Regions from separate parts of the Danio rerio genome. Here region 2 is linked to region 1. Evidence: chromatin contacts called from public Hi-C data. All regions are on one chromosome and are shown on one strand. Each heading gives the region's core, a stretch centred on a gene start, on an enhancer-like site or on the middle of the called end of the contact. The rest is flanking DNA. Distances are from core to core; before and after follow the strand shown.

What was found. A called contact is a pair of places that touch in the nucleus more often than the background predicts.
Region 2: a Hi-C map of an unstated tissue shows a contact between it and region 1, with 2.0 times the contacts expected there. The contact joins two enhancer-like sites. A contact is called at or near these places in 4 of 18 Hi-C or Micro-C datasets (embryo and an unstated tissue).

Annotation. Positions count from the first base shown.
Region 1 is chr22:21,455,113-21,461,948 of GRCz12tu, forward strand. No RefSeq gene overlaps it. Among named protein-coding and RNA genes, the nearest start is that of trnaq-uug, 4.2 kb to the left of the region's middle. Within about 2 kb of position 2,164, at least 17 of the 62 cell types and tissues checked have an H3K27ac peak or open chromatin away from gene starts, as enhancers often do.
Region 2 is chr22:21,561,547-21,568,777 of GRCz12tu, forward strand. All of the region lies in intron 11 of tle2b (TLE family member 2, transcriptional corepressor b), which reads right to left. Among named protein-coding and RNA genes, the nearest start is that of tle2b, 74 kb to the right of the region's middle. Within about 2 kb of position 2,860, at least 16 of the 62 cell types and tissues checked have an H3K27ac peak or open chromatin away from gene starts, as enhancers often do.

The sequences.
Region 1 (6,836 bases), core at 914-3,413:
ATAATTTGTGACATATGTAAAAAAAAAAAACAAGTTTATCTTGTAAGTCAAATTGAAAACATTTTTTATTCATTCATTTTCCTTCGGCTTAGTCCCTTTATTCTTCAGGAGTTGCCACAGCGGAATGAACTGCCAACTTATCCAGCATATGTTTTACACTGCAGATGCCCTTCCTGCTGCAACCCAGTACTGGGAAACACCCATACACACTCATTCACACACATATACTATGGCCAATTTAGTTTACTTAATTCACCTGTTACACATGTCTTTGGACTGTGTGGGAATCTGGAGTACCTGGAGGAAACACATGCAAACACGGAGAACATCCGTGTGCATCCTTGTGCAAACTCCACACAGTAATGCCAACTAATGATCATTTCTGTGTGGTCAACGTCTTGCTGTGAGGCGACAGTGCTAACCACTGAGCTCCATGTCACCTAAACATTTTTTTAAATATCAATTTTTTATTCACAAATAAATGTAAAATAAGTAATTAAAATGTTAACACACTAAATTGCCTACATTTTTATTCAAAATATAACCAGTTGGCTCATAAAAACTGACCACATATTTAACAAAAACAGCTTAAACCAACCTAAGCTGGTTAGCTGGTTTTAGCTGGTCACCAGCCTGGTTTTAAAGGTTGTTTTGACTTTTTCAGGTTTCCAGCCATTTCCACCCTGGTATTAGCTGGTCAGGCTGGGAGATGACCAGCTAAATCCAGATTGACCAACCTATCAGGCTGAAAGCCCAGCTATAACAAGCTATGTCTAGCTTAAACCAGGCTGGTCAAGCTCACACACACACACACACACACAAACAAATGGTTGTGTATTGGTTTTGTATTTAGAAACATTTCTTTCGTTATTTATATTAGACATCATTACATTATTTTGACACCTGTATACAGCATCTTTTATAAGTTGCAGTTTGCTGTGGTTTAGTTTTGGTAAAAACAAATTATATAATTATATAAATTATAAATTAATTAATTGTATATAAATTATAAATTATATAATATTGGTATTAGAGCTGCACAATATATCGTTTTAGCATCGATATCGCAGTGTGCACATCTGCAATAGTCACATAGCAAAGATATGCAATGTTGAGTCTGGATTATAGTTGAACATGAGCCAAAAATTAATTATTGTATTTATTTATTGTATTTATACAGAATTTATACGATTTATGCAAAAATGATTATTATTTTTTAACATTATCATTATTATATTATTATATAATATTATTATTATTATTATCCCACAGGAAGATAATTTAGCTTGTCATTTTAAAGAAAACTCTTAATTTTAGCTTATGTCTTCTGAAGTTCAAAACAAGTTCTTAATCTAAGAATCTTTAGATATTTAGTCTAGAAATGAGAAAAAGCATAAGAAAATCATATTTTGCATTGTGATTTTTTAAATTTATGTACCTGCATACTGTTAAACGTCCCAGAAAACTATTCAAACCATCTTGTGAAACTGTATTCATATCGCAACAATTATTGCAGAATAAAATATAAAATATCGCAATACCAAATATTGTGATGGTATTTTTTGGAAAATGTTTAATTTTAATAACAATATATTTAAGTATGGCAGCTCGAGAAGGTAATTAAATGAATGAATTTTCAATAGTAAAAATGTTTTAGAATTTATTTAAATAATTTTTACTACAACGTTACCTAATTGCAACCAAATTACAACATTGTAAAATGTTTCAAAGGCGATATTATGAATCCGTTAATCTGCTGACTCATAAAAACTGATCAGAAATGCAGCATTGGATACGAACGGGCTCAAATAAAGACAAAACTGACATGCATTCAACAACAAAATTAATACATCTATGATAATAGCAGACTTATCTCTATATGCAAATGCACCGTCTTGCTTTCAGGTTGAAGCATCTTTTTTTGTCAGCATGAATCATCTTAATTATGGCTTGAATAATTGCTGCGATGGAATTTCAAATTTCGAGGTTTGATATCCTGTGAAGGGTGCAAATGTGCTTGAACAATTGTTTCTGTGTGTGTGTGTGTGTGTGTTTGGATGCTGATGTGGGTCATTACCCCTTCTCTGCCCCCTGGGGAAAGCAGGAAAGAGGAGGAGGGATGGATGGATGGATGGATGGATGGGGGGAGAATTGGAGGATCCCAAGGGAGGAGAATCCAATAAATCAGCCTGCCGTCTCCGTGCTGACATGAGGCTTGTCTGTGAGGGATGTGTGTATGTGTGTGTGTGTGTGTGTGTGTGTGTGTGTGTGTGTGTGTGTGTGTGTGTGTGTGTTTGTGTGTGTGTAGAGGGGATCACAACAACAGCACAGTCTTGTCTAGCCGTCAGTCACCTCCACTCTGGCCTGGAGACACACTCTACGCTATAGACTTTCATTGTTGCTCATTCATTAGTTTTTCTATGGCTGATATATTTATTTAAAAGCTGATGAGTCATCAGTTTTATATTTATCTTGAGCACATTCATAGCAAGGTCACATTCTTTCATTAGTAGACATTGCGATAATTAGCAGATCAAGTCGAGTGCTTAGTGTCACACTTAGAGAGGTTGTTTTTCATATGTTAGAATGTGTTTTGTTTAATGTTTTTTTCCTCTGAGCATAAAATTAGTAATTAGTAATACAACTGTTTTATAGAGAAATGTCATTCAGGGAAACATTCGTTTATACACCACAATATCTTGGCAGGCAGATTTAGAACAACAAAATATTTGACGACACATTAAAAGACGCAAATTTAAAGGGGTGGTTTTTTAAAAGTGGGCCTTGGGCCAATCAATGACCTTCAGATTGCTAGGTTTTATCTATTTGCCAGCTAAATATTTAAAATATAGTAAAAATGTAATTTTCTTTGATTTATTTTGATAAATACAGGTCAAAATAAGTGTTGTTTCATTTTTACAGATTTGTTTTTCTAAAACTGAACAACACTGAACATAATTTCACTCATATTTTGATGTTTTATTGTCACAAATGAAAGTAGAAATAAATAAAATGGAAATAATTAAATGTATAAAATTATATATATATATATATATATATATATATATATATATATATATATATATATATATATATATAATTTAAAAAAATGTAAAGAGTTTGTCGTTTTTCGTTGTACATTTAAGAATTTATGTATATATATTCCACTGTGGGGACCTTGGATTAATAAAGGGACTAAGCTGACAAGAATGAATGAATGAATGAATATATTCCATAGTAAAGTGGACAAAACACTTTACTTTTTTTTGGTAAATGGTGAAAGTAGATAGAAGTAGATAGAAGTAGATAGTAGATAGAAGTAGATAGTGGTCTGGTGGTGGTCTGGTGGTGTAGTAGATAGTGCTGTCGCCTCACAGCAAGAAGGTTGCTGGTTCGAGCCTTGGCTGGTTCAGTTGGCGTTTCTGTGTGGAGTTTGCATGTTCTCCCTTGTGTTGCAGCTGGAAGGGCATCCGCTGCGTAAAAACGTGCTGGATAAGTTGGTGGTTCATTCTGCTGTGGCGCCCCCGGATTAATAAAGGGACTAACCCGAAAAGAAAATGAATTAATGGATCCCTCCTCATATAATGAGTAGACGTCAATGGGGCCTATCATTGCTGGACATTATTTGTATGGAACTTTAAACAGTGTGCACACATGAAGCTCAGTCAAAAACTGTTAAGTCTTGGATTATACTGCTTGATGTTTTCAAATCTTTTGTTTCTAACTTCTAATGTACAGCTTTTCTGTTTATGTGTACTTTATGTATCTCAATGTGTAATAGTCATTTATTTGAATGTTTTAAAACTTCTACTCTTTATTTGGTTTAACATTATTCTTGTTTTTTATAGCAATCTTCTGACTTCTGTTAATGTAGAATAAGTCTACTTGGGTGGGGGGTTTGTTTTAAGATATAGTCATATGGTGTATCCTCATTATTCATTAATTTTCTTTTCAGCTTAGTCGCTTTATTAATCTGGGGTCACCACAGTGGAATGAACCGCCAACTTATCCAGCATATGTTTTATTCAGCGGATGCCCATCCAGCTGCAACCCATCACTAAGAAACATCCATACACTCTCATTCACTACAATTTAGCTTACCCAATTCACCTGTACCACATGTCTTTGGACTGTAGGGGAAACCGGAGCACCCAGAGGAAACCCACGCAAACACAAGGAGAAAAGCCAACTGACCCAGTCGAGGCTTGAACCAGCGACCTTCTTGCTGTGAGGTGATCGTGCTACTCACTGCACCACTGTGACGTCATAAGCTGTATCCTTTCTATATTAAACAAAACTGAAGTAATAAAATCAATTGTTCACAAACCAAGTAAATGGTGAAACAGACAGCCAATCAGAATCAGTCTTAGAATTTAAAGTGATAGACAAAACTGTAGAGCACACTTCTAATTAACAGAATATATTGTCCATTGCTGTAAATGTACCCAGCAGGCACACAACTACATGAGACGTTAATATTAGTCTTGATTTGATTTATTTACTTGATTTGATTGATTTAGGTCATGACGTCAGGACGTTATTATGATGTGCAATAACGATGTAAAATGACGTTGATATTTTGTTGATTTTAGGTTGTGTTGGAAAGTGACCAAAATCCAACATCGAGCCAACATCTTAAACCAACGTCATATTGACGTCATATACTGACACTTATTCATCAGGTATGGCAACCAAAATCCAACATCTGATAGACGTCATAATGGTAACACCCACACAACGTCAAGCTGTAACATCATTAGACATTGGGTTGATTTTAGGTTGGACGTTGGCCTGATGTTGGGTTCTGACGTCAACCCAATTTTCATTTACAGACAAAATGTAACGTCCCGATGACGAGGGTACAACATCAATCTGACATCATATTGACGTCCTGTGCCTGCTGGCTATTGTCTATTGATAAAATAGTTTACTTTTCAGTTATAATTCTTATTGTAAACAGACTTTTACCCATTTTTGTTCATTAAGACCCATTAATAATTAAGAACTGTAACTATTAGCAATAAAAAAAACTGCTACTACTTTAAACGTTCAAGCTCTTAAAAAAAGGATGGAATTATTATTTTAGTATGGTTTTTACAACATCATTGTAGTCATTGTCATTGAATGGCCCTTTAGTCTTTTGGCTGTTAAGATTATTCAAAAGTGGATGTTTTTGCATCAGGTTTACATTTATATGAAGTGCTTTTCTTAGCAAGGTCACATTCTGCTAAGTGCATATATCGCGACAAATCCTTAAGCAGAGAGTCAAGTACCACAAGTGTCACGCCGAGAGCAAAGCACCAACACAAATGCAAACAAATTATCTCTCCGCCGCTGAATAAGTGACCATTTCGGGCCTAAATATAGTCCTGTAATTGGAGAAAGTGAAGACACTGCTGTCAGTTTGATATATGTGCACAGGTATGTTTGCAGTCGAGTGTGTGAAACCATATATCTAGCATGTGAACTGTTCGAGGAAAGGCGAAACTAAAAGCTTTGTGTTTGTGATAAAGAAATATTTCTGTCACTTTTTGTTTTTTAGAATATTCATCTTGTATGAAAATTTGATTGTGGTTTAAAAGCTATTATTTAATTCTTAAAGGTCCCGTGAAGTGCTCTGAAATGTGCATTTTTATTCTATGTTTGACATAATCTTAACTGGAAAACTAGAAAGGTTGGGACGTAGTGTAGCTCCTCTCCGTTAAAAAAAAAAACAGCCTATAGCATTTCGAATCATCACAGTTTTGCAAGTGAGAGTGGTTGAGCTCAAGCGCATCAAATGAAAAGCACCTGAAAGGGCGTGGGGCATGTATGATTTTAGAGAGTATTTGTTTGGTCAAGATTTTATGAGAATTGAAAAAATCGTTGATCGATTTAGGTGGAAATGACAAATTGTACATGTTTATATTTGTTTTTTATCTTCTAAACGCAAATTTTGTCACTGTTTTGGAGCACACTAGCTAATATCCAGTTAATCCTTAAAGATATCCTTAAAGATTGAAACAGACTGAAACAAAAAAAAAAATGTGAATTTTAGTGTAGTGTAAAATAGTGTAAAAATATTTTTACTGCATTTTTGACACATTTAAAAGCAATGGTATTTGTAGGGGAAACTTCTGAAAATTTTCTTCAGCTTAGTCCTTTTATTCATCAGGGGTTGCCACAGTGGAATGAACCGCCAACTTATTCTTCATCTGTTTTACACAGTTGAAACACTCATACACTATGGCCCATTTAGTTTTTTATTAATCTATTGCACAAACTGCATACAAAAATGCCAACTGATCCAGCGGAGACTCAAACCAGCGACCTTCTTGCTGTGACCGTGCTCACACAAATTTATTTTTTGAAATTTCTATCATCTCTGCATAAACTTGAAAAAAACATTTTTTTTTTGAAAATGATTGTCATTTTATGCTTTCTGTTAGTAATGGTGTGAGTACTTGACAACCAAAACAACTATGCTGGACTATTGACTTTATTCTAAAGAAGCGGAAGTGCGCTCATTTTTGCAATTGTTTTAACTTCCGATTCAGTTACCTATAAGAGAAATGACTAGAAAGAATAAACCACAGACAAGTTTGTAGTTTGCTCTACAAACAAGTGTTTGCATGACTATACAAACAAAGCAGAAAAATATTATAAGAACATATCAGTTTGCAACATCAAGCACCATAACAAACTGTTTTTAACGTCTAAAAATGAATTAAAAGTGAATGAGACCGGAAGTCTCAAGCCAAAAAGATTTAAATGGCTGCATCCTCTGGTATTTACCTTGTTCTCAGCTGTCGAGCGGGCGCTGCCATTTGAATCTTTCTGTCTCGCGACTTCCGGTC
Region 2 (7,231 bases), core at 1,610-4,109, 110 kb after region 1:
TCAAAGACATTCCCGTTAGATTTTTTTCTATATCTGTCTACAATTGGCAAATTTTGCTCAAGTGAATCTAGACTTCTTCTAATGAAGGTGCATCCCAAAGGAGATTTCTTTGTTCACATTTCTACTTTTGTTTTTTGCTTTTTTGTGTGTCATGCAGTGCTGTATTTACCTTTCTCTGTATCACAATGACAAGATCTGGCAACAAAATGCAGTACAAAGAGCCCAAAAACTACATAAGAACATCTCTTCTTTATCTCTACATAAGAACATCTCTTCAGAGTACACAGTTAAATTGACAACATGACTTGACAAGTTAGAAAATTACTAAACTGACAAGTAATTTGACTGTCTTATGTATACACAATGACTTGTGACTAAGGATTTTGAGCAAAAAAATGGGTTTTGCAGGTAATCCATGTTGTTTTGCTAATAGTATACAAATTTTTTGAAAAATTCCCTTTCTGTTTTGCAAATATCAATTCTGATCTGAGAAATGTACCAAAGCGAAAAACTTAAATATATTGTTTAAACTGAAGTTTTGACAAAATATTTAAAATACAAAAAAAAAAAAAAATGGAAAGAATAATTCATAGATAAAACACATAATGTGTAGTGGAATATAAAAAAAAGATATAAGTCAAATATTTTAAGCAAGGCAGGTTTAATTACTGTATATAGCACATTTCATACACAATGGTAATTTGAAGTGTTTTGCATGACCAAGATTAAAAGAAACAAGTATAAGAAACAAAAATAACAAAGAAAAAAATTCTTAAAAACAGAACAAAATATGTTAAAACGTGTTATAAAACAAATGAAAAAGAAAAGAAAGACACAATAGTGCAATCTGTCGGGTGTAGCACAGTGCTCATTTAGTAGGCACAGCTAAACAGATGTGTTTTCAGTTTTGATATGAATGTGTCTAATGTTGGAGCACATCTTATCCTTTCTGGGAGCTGATTCCAGCAGCGTATTCATCCTTTAATGACTTTTTTTTTTTTTTTAATATTGGTAATGCCCAAATTACATGGGGTTTCAGCGTCAACAGAGAGTGTGTCTGAAGTTGGGCAATGATGATTGCGTCAGCCAATGAAATAAGCCTGCAATCAGCTACTGTCTAAGCGGGGGTGTTTGCATAAAGCAATCGGATTGGCTGACGATTTCGTTGGCGCTTGAATAGTTGAGAAATTTCCAACGTCTGTAGCAAGCGACGTCATGTTGACAGATCCACAATTCAGTTCGGCTAGACGTCACCCATTCAAAGTGAATGGGGCGTGACACTTTGAAATAATGGTCCAAAAATTTTAATGTATAATAATAAGCTTGTACAGCATTTATTAATTATAGTTCAACGTTAACAAATGCATTATTAAAATCTAAAGCAACAGTAACAGTAGGTAATGCACTATGAATTAACATTAACTAACATGAGCTTCTAACTTAAATACCATTAACTAACATTAACAAAGATGAATAAATACTGTAATTAATCTATTACTAGCTTTATTAACTAACGGAGCATTATTTTAAAGTGTTATCAAAATATCTATTTACAAAAGAAATGCATAATAATTCAAATATTTTTACAAAAACAAATAATATACCTACTGTCATGTCAGAATTATTAGCCCCCTTTGAAACTTTTTCCTTTTTTAAATATTTCCCAAATAATTTGTAACAGAGCAAGAGAATTTTCACAGTATGTCTAATAATAATATTCCTTCTGGAAAAAAAGTTTTATTTGTTTTATTTCAGCTAGAATAAAAGCAGTTTTTAATTTTTTAAAAGCCATTTATTTTAAGGTCAAAATTATTTTTTTCAATATTCTACAGAACAAACCATCATTACATAATAACTTGTCTAATTACCCTTACCTGCTTAGTTAACCTAATTAACCTAGTTAAGCCTTTAAATGTCACTTTAAGCTGTATAGAAGTGTTTTGAAAAATATCTAAAATATTATTTATTGTCATCATGGCAAAGATAAAATAAATCAGTTATCAGAAATGAGTTAATAAATCTATTACGTTTAGAAATGTGTTGAATCTTCTCTCCTTTCAACAGAAATTAGGGGGAAAAATAAAGAGGGGGCTAATAATTCTGATTTCAACTGTACAGTATATAATCAGATGACCCACAAGGGCCTTCTTGTTTGTAATGCAACTGGATTGTGTGTTTGTGTACACATGTGCAGGAATGCGTCCTCATCGCCTCTCTGTAAGTGCTTTTCCCTCGCACATTTAATTACCCATGAGCCTCTGCATGTGTGCATATATGTGTGCCCGTGTCCTCCTTTGTGTGTGTGTCTGATTCTCAGTGCTTTACTGCTCTCTTTTCCTCCCTCGTTCTGTTTCTTTTCTTCCTTTTTCCGAATGGAAGGGCCATCAATCAGAAAGAAAGAGAGAGAGCGAGAGAGAAAGAGAGAGGAGAGGGGGAGATTGGCGGAGCGCCAGGGGAAGAGAGGCTGGCACGATGCCCAGAGAAAAAGAGAGAAAAGGAGAGAGAGCACTAGAGCGAGCCAAAATGAGAGAAGGAGGGAATTTAAGAGAGAACAAGCAGAGATAGAGAGAAAGAGAGAGAGAGAGAGAGAGAGCTGTGTGACAGATGAGAAGAAGAGAAAATGAGGGCTTTATTGAATACCTCTGTGCCTGTGACCACAATCAGTGATTAGAGCTTCATTGCTTAATATCTGCCTTTAAATGTTTGAAGAGAGAGAGAGAGAGAGAGAGAGAGAGAGAGAGAGAGAGAGAGAGAGAGAGAGAGAGAGAGAGAGAGAGAGAGTCCATTAGACATAAAGGGGGCAGGCTGATAAGACCAAGCGTGCATCCGGGGGCATCACTTTAAAGGAGCATGGATGTGTGTGTGTGTGTGTGTTGTGTGGCTTCTTTATTCTCACTTTTTTTTATGGTTCTGCTGTCTCTGTCTCTTTCACACACACACACCTCACTGCATTGGCTGTAATGATAATGCCAGAGCTATTAGAAAGGCTGTCTCGCACTACTGCTGGAAAAAACACACACACACACACACACACACACAAACACACACACACACACACACACACACACACACACACACACATACCTGCATATATGGTTTATGAAAACTCTCTTTTGGCACAATGATCTTACCCCACCCCTACAACTAAACCCAGCCCTCACAGGACACATGTGGCATTTGAATACAAAAAGACTTGTTAAGTATGATTTTTTAGTGTTTTGAATTATGAGGACAATGGCTATGTCCTCATAAACCATCGTAATAGAATACAATTAAGTCATGTCCATGTCATTATACAATTGTGTCCTTGTAAACCGCATAAACCTAGACAGAATCCGGATGGATGGACGGATGGATAGATGGATGGATGGATGAATGAATGGATGGATGGACAAAAAATCTGATGGAAAAATTAATAGATAGTTTGGCGGCTGGATGGATGGACACTCAGATTGATGGGAATGGATGGATGGACAAAAAAAATTGATGTAAAAATGAATAGTTTGTTAGACAGATGGATGGAAACTGCAATGGATGAATGGATGGATGGATGGACAAAAAATCTGATAGAAACATGAATAGATAGTTTGGTGGATGAATGGATGGATGAATGGATGGACAAAAAATCTGATGGAAAAATTTATAGATACTTTGGCGGATGGATGGATAACTGGATGGATAACTGGATGGAGAGAGTGACAGATGGATGGATGGATGGGCAAAGTGACAGATGGATGGATGGATGGATGGATGAATGGATGGATGGATGGATGGGCAGAGTGACAGATGGATGGATAGATGGATGAGCAGATGGACAGAAAGATGGATGGACAGATGGATGGATGGATGAATGAATTAATGGATGGATGGATGGATGGATGGATGGATGGATGGATGGATGGATGGATGAATAGGATGAATAGACAGACAGGCTTCAACTGTAAACGATCAGTTGAATGAAATTTTAATCTTATCCAATTGTGTTTTAAATGTAAACAGATACATTTATAAACTGAATTCAAACCACATCTACATATCTTACTAGTGTAAACAGTTACAACATATGACACTGGTTGTTTACTGCATCCAAACCACATAGATTTTAGCTTTAAATGTGAAGTCAAATCGCATTAAATGTTTTGTGTGTCACTTTCTTTTATCTTTTCCGTTGTGTACTCTGTCCTGCCCTAGATGTGCAACAATTGGGCGAGAAGGCTGTCAATTATCTCTATGACTCCACTCTGCGCACCAATCAGGAGCGGCGCACCAATCATGGTTTAAAAATACGTTCGCTTGTGCAGTTCAGGAGGAGCGCCTGATTTTAATGAAACTCTTCACATGTGTCGACCAGCCTGTTAACTTGTGTTTATATTATTTTGTTGTTTAGCTTGTTTCTCGTTTAAGTGCTTTATTCCTTGGATAAGTTTGTGCAGCTCAGATTTTTAGGAAGTCGAACGATATTTATGAGAATTGGATTATCAAATAAGATCTTGTTTTGCTAACTGCTAACAGTGTGTACTTTACGAGAATTCTAGTAGTTCTGAGCAGAATAGTTTTCTTGTGTTAGTTAGTTCATGAAGGAGTTGCCACACTTGTAATTATGTTTTGAATAGTTAAGCTTCACATACGCTGAAGATTATGGTTTTGTCTGCATTTTTCTTTGGCTAGTTTAGTGGGTTGGGATTTAGTTAGATACATTCATTCATTTTCTTTTTGGCTTAGTCCCTTTATTAATCTGGGGTCGCCACAGCGGAATGAATCGATAACTTATCCAGAATATGTTTTACGCAGCGGATGACCTTCCAGCTGCAACCCGTCTCTGGGAAACATCTATACACACTCCTTCACACTAATCCACTACATACAATTTAGCCTACCCAATTCTATACCGCATATCTTTGGACTGTGGGGGAAACAAGAGCACCCGGAGGAAACCCACGTGACGCTGGGAGAACATGCAAACTCCACACAGAAACGCCAACATGCCCAGCTGAGGCTCGAACCAGCAACCTTCTTGCTGTAAGGCGACAGCACTACCTAATGTGCCACCACGTCACCCCTTTAGATTATTTTGTTATATTTATTTCTTCATTTTGGCAACACTCCTGTTTTTTGTTTGATTCGGTTATTTAAGGTACATTTTGAATTCCTATATTCATTGTTTAATATCATTGTTTAATAAATTGTTATTTTTGTTTTGCACATTTATTTGTTGTGTTCTCTTATTTTCACAAAGCACCAGTAGAAACTCACTTAATGTTACGACTCATCCATGACAACATAAACAAGTAACACGGAATCGAACGATCTTAATCCAAATCCAAACCACATCAAGAGGGTGAATATTCTTGCTGCCATGTGATTGGCTGACTAGATATTTGTGTTTGCAAGCACTAGATCAGGTGTACACAACAATTCAGAAATGAGTGCAGATTTACAGAAAAACATACAGATAAAGCAGACAAAAGGACACACACAGACAGAGAGAACAAAACATTTATATACAGACCCCTGACCGAATACATGCATGCATTCTGAGATTCAGTGAACACATGTTTTCAAATTCAGTGAACTATAATTGAGATGCCAATCATGTGCAAAAGACATCATCTGAGCAGTGCTGAAAATCATGTGGCAATTTCACACAGCCTAGAATTCTAAAACACACACACATACATACAAACACCTATCTATATGGGGATTTCCTATTGACGTAATGACTTTTATACTGTGCAAACTATATATTCCATCCCCATACTCCAAACCTACCCTTAAACCAAACTCTTAAATGAATCTGCATTTTTACATTTTCAAAAGTCAAAAAATGGTTAAATCAAGGTCAAAATCTACTGGTATTTTCATATACAAGTGTCCCCACAATGTCAGGAAGACATGGTGTGCACACACACACACGTGCGCGCACACACACTCTGAACTATCTAGATCTCTGTCTATCCAGCAATCATATCTTAATCCAGTGTTTTAAATCCACAGGGATAGAAGTGAGACCTACAGAGACTGACAGGAAATAAATAAATAAATAAACGAATAAATAAAAGTACTACGATGAAAGCAGGATTAGAGGAAGGGCGGAGACGCAGAAATCTGGAATCCTATTAAGAGCAAATCAGTTTGTTGAATGAAAGCACGATGACAGAAGCTCCACCCACAAGTGGGAAGCTCTCGACAAAACTTTACACTGATATTTTATTTCCCTTCCTGTGACATTTGTCTGTTTCTTGTCTTTCTCCATCACTCTCCATTCATCTGTGCCAGCTCACACAGAAAGTGTATGATTACCCCCTTCCTCACATGCCAGAAAAGACTGATGTAGAGGGAAATCAGTCTGAGGAACAAAACGAGAGGCACACACAGGCACTGGCTATTCTTACAGAAGATACTAACATTAAATATCAATGAAGTGGGGGCATGTTAATAGATCGCCAAAGACCAAATCATCAAATCATGGATCATCTGATGCATATTTGTCTACAAAAATAAGGATTCATATATCATATTTTACGTAATCAGTATTTATTTTTTGATTCATGAATATTATATTATTTAAAAAAATTATTCCACTTTATAGTTTTAGCTGTGTCTTGGTTTAATGTTATAAGTATGTGTGTAATTATGGAGCATCGTGAGAGATTTGACCCTCCCTAAAACCCCATTAAAACCATATAATTGCACGCACACACACACACACACACACACACACACACACACACACACACACACACACACACACACACACACACACACACACACACACACACACACACACACACACACACACACACGCACACACACAAACGCACACAGGGGATTCAATGAGAATGAATTGCATCCACTGATAGTGTTGTTTATTTGTATTGCCATGCGTATGTGGTTTCAGGGTTTCAGTATCCAGTTCACAAAAAGATTTGTATAAACCAGGTTTGTTAAATGCAAGGTGCATGGTCAAGTTCTTCCTTTTAAAACCCAAAGTACTGTATAGGATGCACATTTCACTCAACTATTCCAATGCCTTCTGTATTTAAAACAACAACAAAGTATTATAACAAGTTATATATCCTATTTTTATGACAGTTATTGAAATCAGACATTAATTAAACCTGATCCAAACCACACATTTCAGATGTGAATGGTCAAATCACTGGTCATGGTAAATCTATAAACCAAATTCAAGCCATATCCACATATGTTTAATTTAAGTGTAAATGGATAA